3 separate regions of the Mus musculus genome follow, and all the other regions are linked to region 2. The links are chromatin contacts, called in public Micro-C and promoter capture Hi-C maps. All regions are on one chromosome and are shown on one strand. The core of a region is the stretch at or near the end of the contact, and the rest is flanking DNA. Distances in the headings are between cores, read along the strand shown.

What was found. A called contact is a pair of places that touch in the nucleus more often than the background predicts. Capture Hi-C pulls out chosen DNA fragments and counts their contacts.
Region 1: a Micro-C map of embryonic stem cells shows a contact between it and region 2, with 2.7 times the contacts expected there. The contact joins the promoter of Rab40b here to the promoter of Foxk2 in region 2. A contact is called at or near these places in 2 of 39 promoter capture datasets (cranial neural crest and maxillary cranial neural crest), 3 of 484 Hi-C or Micro-C datasets (all in embryonic stem cells), 1 of 115 datasets of contacts at active chromatin or transcription factors (embryonic stem cells) and 2 of 9 other capture datasets (adipose tissue and pancreatic islet).
Region 3: a contact with region 2 is called in a promoter capture Hi-C map of adipose tissue. The contact joins the promoter of Fn3k here to the promoter of Foxk2 in region 2. A contact is called at or near these places in 10 of 39 promoter capture datasets (3T3-L1-derived adipocytes, the HPC-7 cell line, cranial neural crest and 7 more), 4 of 484 Hi-C or Micro-C datasets (cortical neurons, embryonic stem cells and muscle stem cells), 4 of 115 datasets of contacts at active chromatin or transcription factors (the SCID.adh cell line, bone marrow-derived macrophages, embryonic stem cells and 1 more) and 2 of 9 other capture datasets (adipose tissue and pancreatic islet).

What each region holds. Positions count from the first base shown.
Region 1 is chr11:121,386,971-121,391,199 of GRCm38.p6, reverse strand. It overlaps Rab40b (Rab40B, member RAS oncogene family), which reads left to right and starts at 2,949. Exons shown (of 6, transcript NM_139147.3): 1 at 2,949-3,202. The coding sequence starts at 3,058. It overlaps Mir7236 (microRNA 7236), which reads left to right and starts at 3,996; the gene lies at 3,996-4,055.
Region 2 is chr11:121,257,522-121,261,571 of GRCm38.p6, reverse strand. Foxk2 (forkhead box K2) reads right to left here and starts at 1,585. Exons shown (of 9, transcript NM_001080932.3): 1 at 1,050-1,585. The coding sequence starts at 1,441.
Region 3 is chr11:121,432,923-121,436,800 of GRCm38.p6, reverse strand. Fn3k (fructosamine 3 kinase) reads right to left here and starts at 1,848. Exons shown (of 6, transcript NM_022014.4): 1 at 1,672-1,848. The coding sequence starts at 1,812.

The DNA of each region.
Region 1 (4,229 bases), core at 1,700-4,199, 130 kb before region 2:
CTTTGTGTGTAGGGGGTGCAAGCCACTGCTCTATTTCTGTGAAGAGACACCACGACCAAGGCAACTCTTATAAAAGAAAGCGTTTAACTGGGGACTTGCTTACAGTTTCAGAGGCTTAGTCTACTATCATTGTGACAGGAAGTATGGTAACACTGGAGGAGTAGTTGAGAGCTTTATCTCTTGATCCACAGGCAGACACAGGGAGAGACATAACACTAAGCTGGCTGTGGCTTTGAAGCCTCCAAGCCCATCCCCAGTGACACACTTCCTCCAACAAGTCCACACCTCCTAATCCTTCTCAGATAGTACCATTCCTTGGTGACTAAGCATTCAAATACACGAGACTATGAGGGCATTCTTATTCAAACCACAACCATAGGCAAACTCTTTACTAACTAAGCTGCAACCCAGGCCTCTCTTCTTTTTTTAAATAGTGGTTTCACCAGCACCTCAATCAGGCAGTCAGTAACTAATAAGTTTTGAAAAATAAACTGGTAATCCAAAGTGAACATTTTGAAGTGCAAATTGGGGGCTGTAGACATGGTTCATCATTTAAGAGTGCATGCTGCTCTTCTAGAGAACCCAAGTTTCGTTCACAGTACCCCATCAGGTGACTCACAACCACCTGTAACTCCATCACCAAGAGATCTGACCACTTCAGATTTCTGTGGACATCTACATACACAACAGTGTACATTCACACAGACATACGGACACATATATTTGGAAATAATAATTAAAAATAAAGCCAGGATGGATGCAAGTAGCAAAAGTACAATTCTTGTGTGTTGGGGTTGGTTTTGTTTTGTTAACACAGAGTCACATTGTGTAGTCCTGGTTGGCTTCAAAGCCATTAGTTAACCCAGGCTAGCCTCCAATGCACAATACTCCTGCCTCAGCCTCCTTACTGTAGGGATTTGTATTAAGCCTGATTCTCAGAGGAACAAAACTAATTGTGGTGTGGGGGAGGAGGGTGTGTGTGTGTGTGTGTGTGTGTGTGTGTGTAAAATAAAGAGTGATTTATAAGACTGACTTACACAATAGAGCTTGCATGATGGAAAGGCTGAGAACCTAATACCCCAGTAAGCAAGATGACCCAGCTTCAGGTCTAATGCTGAAGACCTGGAAGATTCCTAGAAAGCTACCAGTATTCAGTCCTCACAGGAAGCTGGAGTGTGATGGATAGCAGTGGAGGTGGCTATGGCAACAATGTATACAGTTGAGATGAAAGAAAGGCAGTCAGTTGATACTGCTTCTCCTTGTACCTCTTAATGTCTGTACATCTTCATGTAAGATGGCAGCTACTTAATCTTTTCTCCCTCAATGCTCTCTGGAAACACCCTCACAGACATGCCAAGGAGTGTGATTCTTAGGTGATTTCAGATCCTACCACGTTGAGGAGATTACCAATCACAGGATTACAGGCAAGCCATCACACTGGCTAAACTCTTACCTCAAATGCTGTCATCCCACATGGATGACAATGATAGGCTGGTGAGATATGAGTTGTGACAGAAAAAGGCAAAAGTAGAATTTATCTAATACACTCTAGTGCAGCTTTAGTTGGCAAATCAATAGGGAAAGGCTGTCTGGACTCAGACATTCTAAAGCGCTCTCTCTAAGGAAGGTTTTTCTGTGTGGGCGATTGTTGCCATGTCATGGTCCTCTGAAATAATTACAGCTCAGGTATTCTTGGTTAGCAACAGTGTAATCTTGAGTCAAAGATAGTATTCTGAGTCAAAAATGGCTCAGCGAGACCATCCATTCTAGCTGGGTAGTGGTGGCCGATGTCTTTAATACCACACTCAGGAGGCAGAGGCAGGCAGATCTCAAGACCAGCCTGATCTACAAAGCCAGTTTCAGGACAGAAAGGGCTACTCAGGGAAACCCTGTCTCGAAAAACCCTATCTCAATTACCTATTCTAGACTGGCAGCCATATCTTGTAATTAGAGCTTATTATAGTCAACTCTTTGAAAGGATAGTGTTCCTGCAGGGAGGCAGCGGTCACCTTGCTCCAAGACCAGCCTGTTCTGAGCCAAACCGGCCTTGTCCTGAATCACAGCACAGCTGTGGCGCTTAGAACAATGTTCACAAATGCTTTCGTAATTTTCATCCACTGCTTTTTCTTTTCCATCCGGAAATGTATCCTTCTTAACAGAGAGGAGGCACGATTGCAAGAGGTGCTTCCACTTCAGGTTGTATAAAGATGTAGGTAGCGGGGATGCTAAACTATGATTACTCTAAATAACTTAGTTCCCACTGGTGAGGTGCTCCTGAACAGAGAGCAGATTCACTGCTCCCTTGGGGTAAAAGAGATCAGAGACAGACAGGTCCCCGTCATGTGCTCTCTGACAACAACCTCACAGGCACACGATGCACACACACACACACACACTCACACTGACATGCATGGACAGAAACCCGTGGAGACCTCGAGGCACCCACTAGCAGACACCTTTAGAGGTGCACTTGTCCATGTGTCCACTTGGTGCTGAAACTCACAACTACCTGTAACTTTAGTTACATCTGATGCCTACATGAACACATGAACATGCTAAGCTCTCACGCTAGCATTCAAAGCTCTGTGGAGCTGTGGGACAAATTCTCGTTTCCAGGCAGGGATTCAACACTTCCCACACCAATCTGGAGCCAACTCCTGTTACGCACTGATACAGGGGAGGGAGTAAACACTGACCACGCCCCTCCTCTCTATGCCATTCTTCCATTGGTTTGCAGGAGCAAACCTCTCCCCCCCCCTTCGGTTTCTTCTGGCTCGGCCTTCGGACCTCCATTGGCTTAGGCAACAAGTCCTCCCAGGAGAGGCGGTGGGCGTGGTGCGGAGGCGTAAAGAAATAGATGGGCGAGCTTGCTAACCAATGAGCATGTGTATATACCTCAGCAACTGAGGCTCGCCAATGGCAAGGTAAGGTGGGCGGGGCTCTTCAGCTGTCAAGCTCCCCCGACCGGTGGAGCGTTCGAGGGGCCCGCGGCGCTCGGGGACCCTCCGCCGCCTGCGCGCAGCCTTGGGCCGGTATGGGCGGGGTGGCTGGGCCGGCATGATGAGCTCCCTGGGCAGCCCGGTGCGGGCCTACGATTTTCTACTTAAGTTCCTGTTGGTGGGCGACAGCGACGTGGGCAAGGGAGAGATCCTGGCCAGCTTGCAGGACGGAGCAGCCGAGTCTCCTTACGGCCACCCGGCGGGTGAGCGCGGCTGCAGCACCCGGAGGCGCAGCGCTGGGGTGTCGGTGCGAGCGGCCTCTCCAGCGTGGGTCCCGGGAGCGGCTGGGCAGGGCTAGGAACCGCATGCTGGGGAAGACTGCGCTCTGTGGACGGAGTCCGCAAAGCAGCTCAGGGTGGTCGTCGAGGGACATCGCAGGTGCTAGCTACGTGTTCGGAGAAGTGTGTGGGATTACAGGAGGCGTGGGCAGAGAGACAGCGGTCCACGGAGCTGAGGTCTGAGACCACAGTCTCTGAGGCTATGACCTTTTGGTGCGTGGAACTGCAAGCAGAGAGTAGCAAGACTAGACTCCAGCCTTTGATTCCAAGCACTAAGCTCTGTGTCCTAGTGGACAGGACTTCCAAGAGGAGGAAGAGGAATCTAAGTGACCCTGTAGAATTGGCTAGGGTGTAGGAAGGAACCCAACTAAGAGACTGGAGTCCAGGAGACTGGACACGGGTGAGACCAGAGCGTCTCAGGCTCCAGGGCAGTGAGCAGTGAGTGTCCTAGAAGCCTGAAGTTTAAGATCTTGCACCCCAGAGGAAGGAGACAGAGTGGCAGAATCCTGAGCAGAACATCCAAGAATAGTCACGTAGTGATCCATCCCTTTGACTGTGGCTGTGCACAGACTTCAGTGAATGCCTATTGTGTTGTTGTGGGGGTTTCAACACACCTTTCTAATACAGACCCTGCCCTGAGGCCTGCCACCCTCTGTTCTTTGGGCTTGCAGACTGCTTCCTGCATCTCCAGCCCCCTGGCAATGCCACAAGGCAAGGCCCTAAAACTGTGTGGTCCAATGCCATTTAACTACCAGGTTGGACCGCACAGATTTAGACCTTTCCTTTAGGACAAAGCTCTGTTGGACAGCATTACTGCGAGAACAAGGGCGTGACTGAAGACAGGGCTGTCTTCAGGTCCTGGTGCTCAATGAAACACCCAGGCTTCAGCAGAGGCAAAAGAGTAAAACGTTTAACAAGCCCCCAAAGGGGACGTGAGTCCCACAGTAAATGA
Region 2 (4,050 bases), core at 336-2,835:
AACACCCTTTGTTCTGTTTTTTTGTTGTTGTTGTTGTTGTTTTATGAGACGACGTCTCAGCATGCAACCCAAACTATTCTAGAGTTTACTCCACAGTCTAACCTACCCTGGAACTCAAATTTCTACTGTCTCAGCCTCTAGGGTGCTGGGATTACAGGTTGAATACACTCCACCTGGCTAAAAATGCTTTTTAAAGATTACTTGGTTGAAATTAGTATCCAGTTTTCCCAGATTTCTAAGGTTCTGGACAGACAGGCTTCTAATCCTTCATGTTTGGGAGTTTTCAGTTTTTAGGCTACAAAAACACTGGGGAAAGAGAATTGTTAGGCTTAAGACGCTACCTCCAAAATATCTTGCTACTGAAACGTGAATTTAAAAAAAAAAAAAAAAAAAAAAAAAAGGTACCAGGTATCTACCCTTCATTTTAGATAGTTCTCCACCACACACATCTTAGCATCTCCCTTGGGTGCCTCCTCCCTGATGGTTAGGCACAGAGCACCCATAAAACTTCCACCCACCAACGCTGGTGATGATGGCAGGGAGGGCTGAGGGTTGATGGCAGAAATGATGGTCTGTGTTCTGAGAGTCCCATGTCAGACTGGACAAAGGGCCGTGGGTTAGAATACCAGTGCAGGGGACCTGGCAGTAGGAGGGCAGACAGGAGTGGGCCAGCATGTTAAATACTCCGGGTGGAGCGCTGGGGGGCTGTGATCCCAGTGATGGTCGTGGGCATTAAACTAGGGTAGGTCAGAATCAGTCAGGTCTTGGTTATGGGCAGTGAATGGGTCCTGGTGGTGAGTCTAGCCTTCCTTGCTCCCGGATAGCGGATCAGGATCCCTCCCTGATGGGGACCAGGTCTTGTCCAGGGTCTGACCCTGCTCATGGGTAGCTGACGTGGGTCTTCTGCGTCCTGCCTGATGATGGGCAGTGGGTCTGAGTGCGGGTCCCGCCCCTCCCCGGGGGTGGCTGCTGTGGGTCAGGGTCCCTCCCTGCTCTTGGGTAGCCACCGTGGGTCAGGTCCAGGACACTGCCCCCCTCCCGCCACTCACACGCGCGGCAGCTGCAGCGGCGGCGCCCCCCGCCGCTGGAACACCCCGTCCACGAACACGCCGTTCTTGCCGAGACAGCGCAGGTAGAAGTCGCCGCCCGCGTCCGGCCGGGGCTGCGCGGGTTCCGGGGCGGCCGCGCTATGGCCGCCGCCCGGGGGCGTGAAGATCTCCAGGTGGCGCCGCGAGATGAAGCTCGAGTGGCCCATGCTCACATCTACCGAGCCCTGCGATGAGTTGCGGCCGATGGTCACCGACCGCTTCTTCATGAGGTACTCGAACTCGCGGCCTTCGAGCCGCGCCACGGCCCAGCCGCCCGGCGGGGATCCGCCGCCCCCGGCCCCGCCGCCCGCGGGAGGGGCGCCCGCGCCCGAGAGCGCCGCCGCGGCCGCCATCGCCTGCGAGGCCTGGCCGATCCGCGCGGGCGCCCTAGCGGGCCGAGGCCCGGGCGCGGTCGTGGGCCGCGCGAGCCGAGCACGGTCGCGGAGACCGCCGGCCGGCGAGGAGAGCTGCGAGGGCGGGAGCTCGCACGGCCGCGCGCCGGCCCTACGACGGACGGGCACGCCGACCAATGGGCGCGGCGCACGCAGTGGGGCTACCGAGGCCGGCCAATGGGGAGCCGCGCCGCCGAGCGCCCGCACGTCCGGCGTCGTCGCGCGACGCAGGTTGGCCGCGGCGGCGCGGAAAACCCGGGGCGGAGTGAGGAGTTGGCGTGGGGCCGCGCGCGTTCGCGGACTGAGCGGGGGTCCAAGGTCACGACGGGCGCGAGTGCGCCCCGGGAGCCGCTGGCCCCTCTCACACTCCGCCCTAGGTTGCGTAGAGTCAGGCGCGCTGCTCGGGAACCTGCCGCATCGACCCGTATGTCACAGGGATGTGACAGAAATTACCCCAGTATGCATAGAGTTCTGCACTCAGTAATTCATACCAAGGACTGCAAATCTGAGCTTTATTCCAATCTGTGTATGTGTGATAGAGAGATCCCATCTCTCCCATTAAAAAAGAAACCACAACGCGGGCCCGTGGGAGGAGCAGAGCTATGCAGATCGAGCAGGCTGTGAGGGGCTCCAGAAGCCGGTGCCAACATAGAGGTGAAGCTGAGACCCCTAGTTTCTTCCCCAGGAACGAAGGGCAGTGGATGCACCTGCTTTAGCTCTGGTAAGAGAGGCACGTGGTCATAAAGAACGTCACACCAATATGGTGGCCCCTGGGTGCAGGCGATGGGACGCAGTGTTCTCTCACTGATGCACAAAAGGAGTTCATTCAGGTCAGGGAGAGTGGAAAGGTTGAGAGTCTGGACTTAAGCTGCATAGGATAAAGTGGACATTCTAGCCAAGAGCTTCTAAACAGAGGCCCCAGACTAGAGGCATGGGAACATTTTGCGTTCTAATTCATTCTATGTCTAAACTTGCAATACATTTAATGGGAAACAGTCTTTATAACATTTACATATCTTATTTGACATATGTGTCTGTAATTACGGGATAAATTCCTAAGGGTTCAAAATGCTTTGTACTATAAATATGGCAAAGAGCCATTTCATTAAATATTAATTTGAGGCATTGTAGGTGATGTACAGAAAACTATGGAAATGATAACTAGGTGAGTATCTAGACAAACACAGTTCAAGGACAAAGGGTGTCAAGAACAAGAAATGCCCTCCCATTACTGTTGACACCGTTGTGTTGTCCTGCGCACTGCCTAGGGCAGGTTTGAGGCTCTGCCATGTGACTCTAGCATCTATCTATAACATGGCTAGATCTAACTTTTTACACCTAGCTATCCAGGTATGTAAAGTAAGCATACAAATCCAACACTTATGTTGCTTTGTTTGGCTTTTGTGGCTGGTTTTGGTGTTTTCTGTGGGGAGGGAAAGACGATCAGTCATATATAACCCTGGCTGGCCTGGAGCTTACTATATAGGCCAAGATCACCTCGAACTCATAGAGAGCCACCCACCTCTGCCTCCCAAGGGATGGGAGTAGAGGAATGAGCCACCATATCTGGCCAAACCAAACACTTATAAAGATATTTATTTTAAAGCACTTCTTCAATGTACATGTAAACTTAAGCATTTATTACAGATGAGAACGCCGCTGTATTCTAATAGGATATATGTGCTTATCTGTTCCTGTGTATGTATCCCACTGTGGGCCATGCAGCACCAGGGACTGATGTCAGGATGTCCTCTTCAAGGACAGGGTCTTTCAATGAACCTGGAGTTCTCGGTTTTGGCAAGGCCAGCTGCCTAATGAGCCCTCGGGACCCATTTGCCCATACTCCCACATATGCCCCATTCCCGCCCAGCAGAATATTTGATCCTGCAGGATATAGAGCATCTCTGATGTTTTTCAGAGTTGATCCATATGTTTTATTAGTTGGTTTGTTTGAGATAGGGTCTCACGATGTATTCCTGAATGGCCTGGAACTCACCATGTAGACCACCAGGCTGGCCTGGAACTCAAGAGTTACCTTCCTATGCATCAAGTACTTTGATTTAATGTGTACTCCAGCAATTTTTTTTTTTTTTGAGACAGGGTTTCTCTGTGTAGCCCTGGCTGTCCTGGCACTCACTTTGTAGACCAGGCTGGTCTTGAACTCAGAAATCCGCCTGCCTCTGCCTCCCGAGTTCTGGGATTAAAGGCGTGCTGCCACCACGCCTGGCTTCCAGCAAATTTTGATTTTATGATTATCAATAAGAACACTGATTTATATAAACACACAGCTACAAAATAGCAGAAGGGTGTTTATGATCATTTCAATAGTTGGCAAGCCTTTCTCCAAAATAAATGTAAACAAAAATCATGATACCAATTAGAAGGGCTAAAAGTATTAATATGACTGACATTATAAAGAGCTGGCGATGACATGAAGCAGCTGAGACTAGAAAGTGGTGAGGCACTATGAGAGATGGTTTGTCTCCTTTCCTTGCTTTCAAGGCTCCCCTCAAACCCTGAGAGTTCTGAGGAAGACCTTGAGTGCCAGATCCTAACAGCAGATGGTGGGA
Region 3 (3,878 bases), core at 599-3,098, 170 kb before region 2:
GTTAGAAGAGCCTGGCTCCATTCTAGCAAGGACTAGAGAAGCTAGTATACCCAGCTTGTCCACAGGCCTTTTCTGGGATGCAGAGGCTTGTTTCTAAGTGACTTAGAAATACCCCCACTTATTTTTAGCAAACTTTCATATTGTTCACTATACCTTGGTTAAAAACATGCATTTTATTTACTTATTTATTTGTGGTGCTGGGAGGCTCAACCCAGGAGACTGTCCACACTAGGCAAATGCTCTACAATGAATGACATCCTCAGCCCCCCCCCCCATGCATTTATTCATGGGGTTTGTGAACACTTCTACATATAGAATCATACATTTGTAAAAATTAAAAAGTAGATGACTGTGGGTAAAAGCATTCAAGCCTGATCACCCAGCTTTGATCTCCAAAAATCCAGATGTGGTAGTGTGTTCCAGATGTGGTGGTGTGCATCTGTAATCCCAGCCCTCCTACCACATGATGGGAGACAAACAGTCAGCTGGAGTCTTTCAGGCCAGCTAGCCTAGAACAGGCCGTGTGGCAGCAGAAACAAGAAAAACCTTGCCACAAAATAAGGCCGAAGGACAGAACCAACTCCCCAAAAGTTATCCACTGACTTCTACGCACGTCATGAATATGCAAACCAGAGCTTTCACACACACACACACATACATACATACACACAAAATAAATTGGATATCGTTGATTAAAAGTGAAACTTGAAGCCAAAACATTTATTATCACACATGTAAACCATTCTTCCCCCTTAATCCCCTTTCAAGGGGAAAAGTCAGACAGGTACACTCAAATCGCCAACCTGCACTTGGGACAAAGAGGCATGTGCTGAGCAGCCTGTTGTGGAAGGGCATTTGCAAACTTCAGCCATGCTTCCAGGGTAAACCTCCAAACCAGGCCAACGCTGCACAGAAAGCAGGGAGGTGCTACCTTCACCGTCTCTAATGATACCAGGAGCATCCTAGATACTATAACCACTATCCAGAACTACTCCCCACAGAGTCCAGAACCTCTGGAGTCCTCCCCCCACAGAAGGGGAGCACCATGCTGTGCCAGCACAGCTTGCTCTCAGGGACTCTAGCTAACAGTCCTCAGTTGTCTTACAGTTTTCCATGCATTCTTTTGTTGTTGTTAGTTTGTTTTTGTTTTTGAGCCAGCTTCTCCTCATGTAGCCCAGGCTGACATGGAACTCACCATCCTCCTGTCTCAGCCTCCTAAGTACCAGAGTGATAGGGTTTAGATGTATGCCTGGCTCCATACATTCTTAAACGGGGATATCTTAAACGTCCTAGAAACCAACAGAGCCTTTGAGAACGATGGTGCTAACCTAGCCCTGGGAATCCTGTCTCTCTTCACCTGCTGGGAAAATGCAGGAGCTGAGGTCAGAGCAGAGACCAGACATGGGCAGAAGCAGCTTACCGCTAAGACTCACCTCCCCCATGGTCAGTGATTACAGAAAATTTAAAGCCCCTGTGTGGGAGCAAAAGCAAGAAAATAATCATGCAGCAAAGAGAAACCCTCTGGTCCCAAGAAGCTGCCTGCATGCAAGTGCTGGTTGACCCCTCAGCAGAGCGTTGGGTACGCCAGGTCTAGTTCCTCCACCACTTCTCAGAATCCTGCATTCCTCTTTCCCCTTCCTAGACTTTATCCTTGTATACCGGGCAGCGCACCTGTGTCCTGCGATTGACCTTGACAAACACGGGGCCACTGTCAGTGTAGTAGGCATAGCCCTCGCTGATGCAGCCCCCTCCGGAGCTCCCAAAGGCCCGCAGTGTTGTGGTGTGAAGCTGGGCGCGCAGCAGCTGCTCCATGGAGAGTTGAGGTGCAGAATGCGGTCAGGTGACGCAGAGGAGGGGGAGTCGGGGACCAGAAGGGAACACGCGCGGAGGGCGGATCAGGGGGCGGGGCGTAGCGCTGTCACAACATTGTCTGACACAGGCTTGCTGGCTCCTAGCTACCTCCGGTGCATGCTATCCCTGCATGCTCTTGGGCACCAGAGCTAGGGTGGGAGGGGGAAGAGAGCGAGGAATTTCTCTCTCCAAGGCGATTTCCACCCGGGGCTGCTGTGGGAGAAGGAGGGATGCAAAAGCTCTCGATACCCTCATTACTAAGCTCATTTCAGAATTTCTCCTCCAACAACACACCCTATAGAAACAGAACCCAGACCGGGTGGCGGGTGTTCTGTAAAGCCACGAGACAGAAAGGGAGTGTCCTCACAGAATGCACGTGAAGTCCCAGAACATCTGCACCCACCTGGGGTCTACCCTGGGCACCGTGCTCTCTGCATAACTGGGAGAATCAGGAAAGAGCGCAGAAAGATTTGGGTCAGGGCTTCTTTATCCTTGCAACACAAGGCATAGCCTAGAGACTTAGATATCCCATGGAGAAGATCTCACTGTCCAGATAAGGGTGGAGTCCTAGCCATGGGGGTGCCCTGGCTAGGCCCTAGTGGCACCTCTTAATGCCACAGGGCTGAGTGATAGAGGCTACTGTGGGAGGTGTGATAGCAGCAGCCTACTCCACCCAGGGTAGGTGGAACTCTGGATTTCAGACAGCCATGATAGGAAAGCAGCAGACATATATGCTCATGGATGCATGGGCACACACACACATACATATAAGAACACATCCACAGACTGATATAAGAGACAGCCTGTGCTAACCCTTCAGTGTTTTAGGAGAGGTTGCCTCAGATGGCAGCTCCCACCATGAGCTGCTGGTCCCTCTCTTGTACTGCAATGTCCCCAGCTGACTATAAAGGGACTAGGAAGATTAGTGGGTGGATAGATCCATTGCTGAGCTTTGAGTATGTGCCAGGGCACAAGTGAATGTCAGCTACATTCACAAATATCCTGAGAGGATGCTATAATTAGCTCCTGCCTTCTCTATGACAAAACTAAAGTATAGAGGAGTTAACTTGCCTGGGTCCCAGTGCTGAGACATAGCTCATAACATATGAAACCAAGTCTGGTTTTGGGCTCCATCCTATGAATTCTAGTCTCAGGCCCTAGCGGGATAAGACTCTTCCCAGCATGTGTCAAGAAGACCTGGCTGCACTGTGCTGCTCAATGTTTTTCTCATGGCCTGCCAGCTGACAGTTCTACAGCTGTTCCTTTATCGACCAGCCTCACACTAAGATGACGCCCAAAGCACATGAAGAGATAACATTTGCATGGGTTTTCGGTAGGCATAGCCCTCATTGAGGAGCCTATCTTAGGAGCTCTGTCATACCTCAGAGGGGCAAAGCCTGTCAGTGCTGGCCATCCCCAGGGTCCTTGTGACCTGTCATGGGCTCAGACTGAGACTGGGTTCCCTAGAGGCTCTTGAATAACTCCTGCATCTGGCAGCTATGTGGGATGATTGGAACCTGGGCACACACTCAGGCAAGGAACATTGACTGATATGGCCTCCTAATGTGGCTTGATCATTCCTAATCATGGTAGCCAGAGTGGCGGACTGCAGAGCCAGGGTTCTACCCCAACGACCTTTTCTAACCTGATTCTAAAGCCAAGTGCAGTGTCCGTGTCTTCCCTCTGTGCGGAGTCTTACACAACTCCAGGGACTGACCTAATTAGGGTAGTGAGGGAATGAAGGAAAAAACACACATGAACACACAGAAAAGCCGGGAAGGATGTCTGATGGAGAAGTTTCAAGATCCCAGAACATCAGTGTGTTTATTATTTACAGCTGAACGAGTAGGCAGGGTTGTGGTATGCAGCTAAATCAAGAGGGCGGGCTTAACTGATCTCAGTAGGAGCAGTCCCTGCGGGGATCAGTCTTCAGGCAGTAATATCTGTGAGGAAAGGAGTACAGTGGCCATTTTCTGCAGGCAGCATTGACTTCCCACTCAGATCAGAGGAAAGCTTTGTTAACTCTC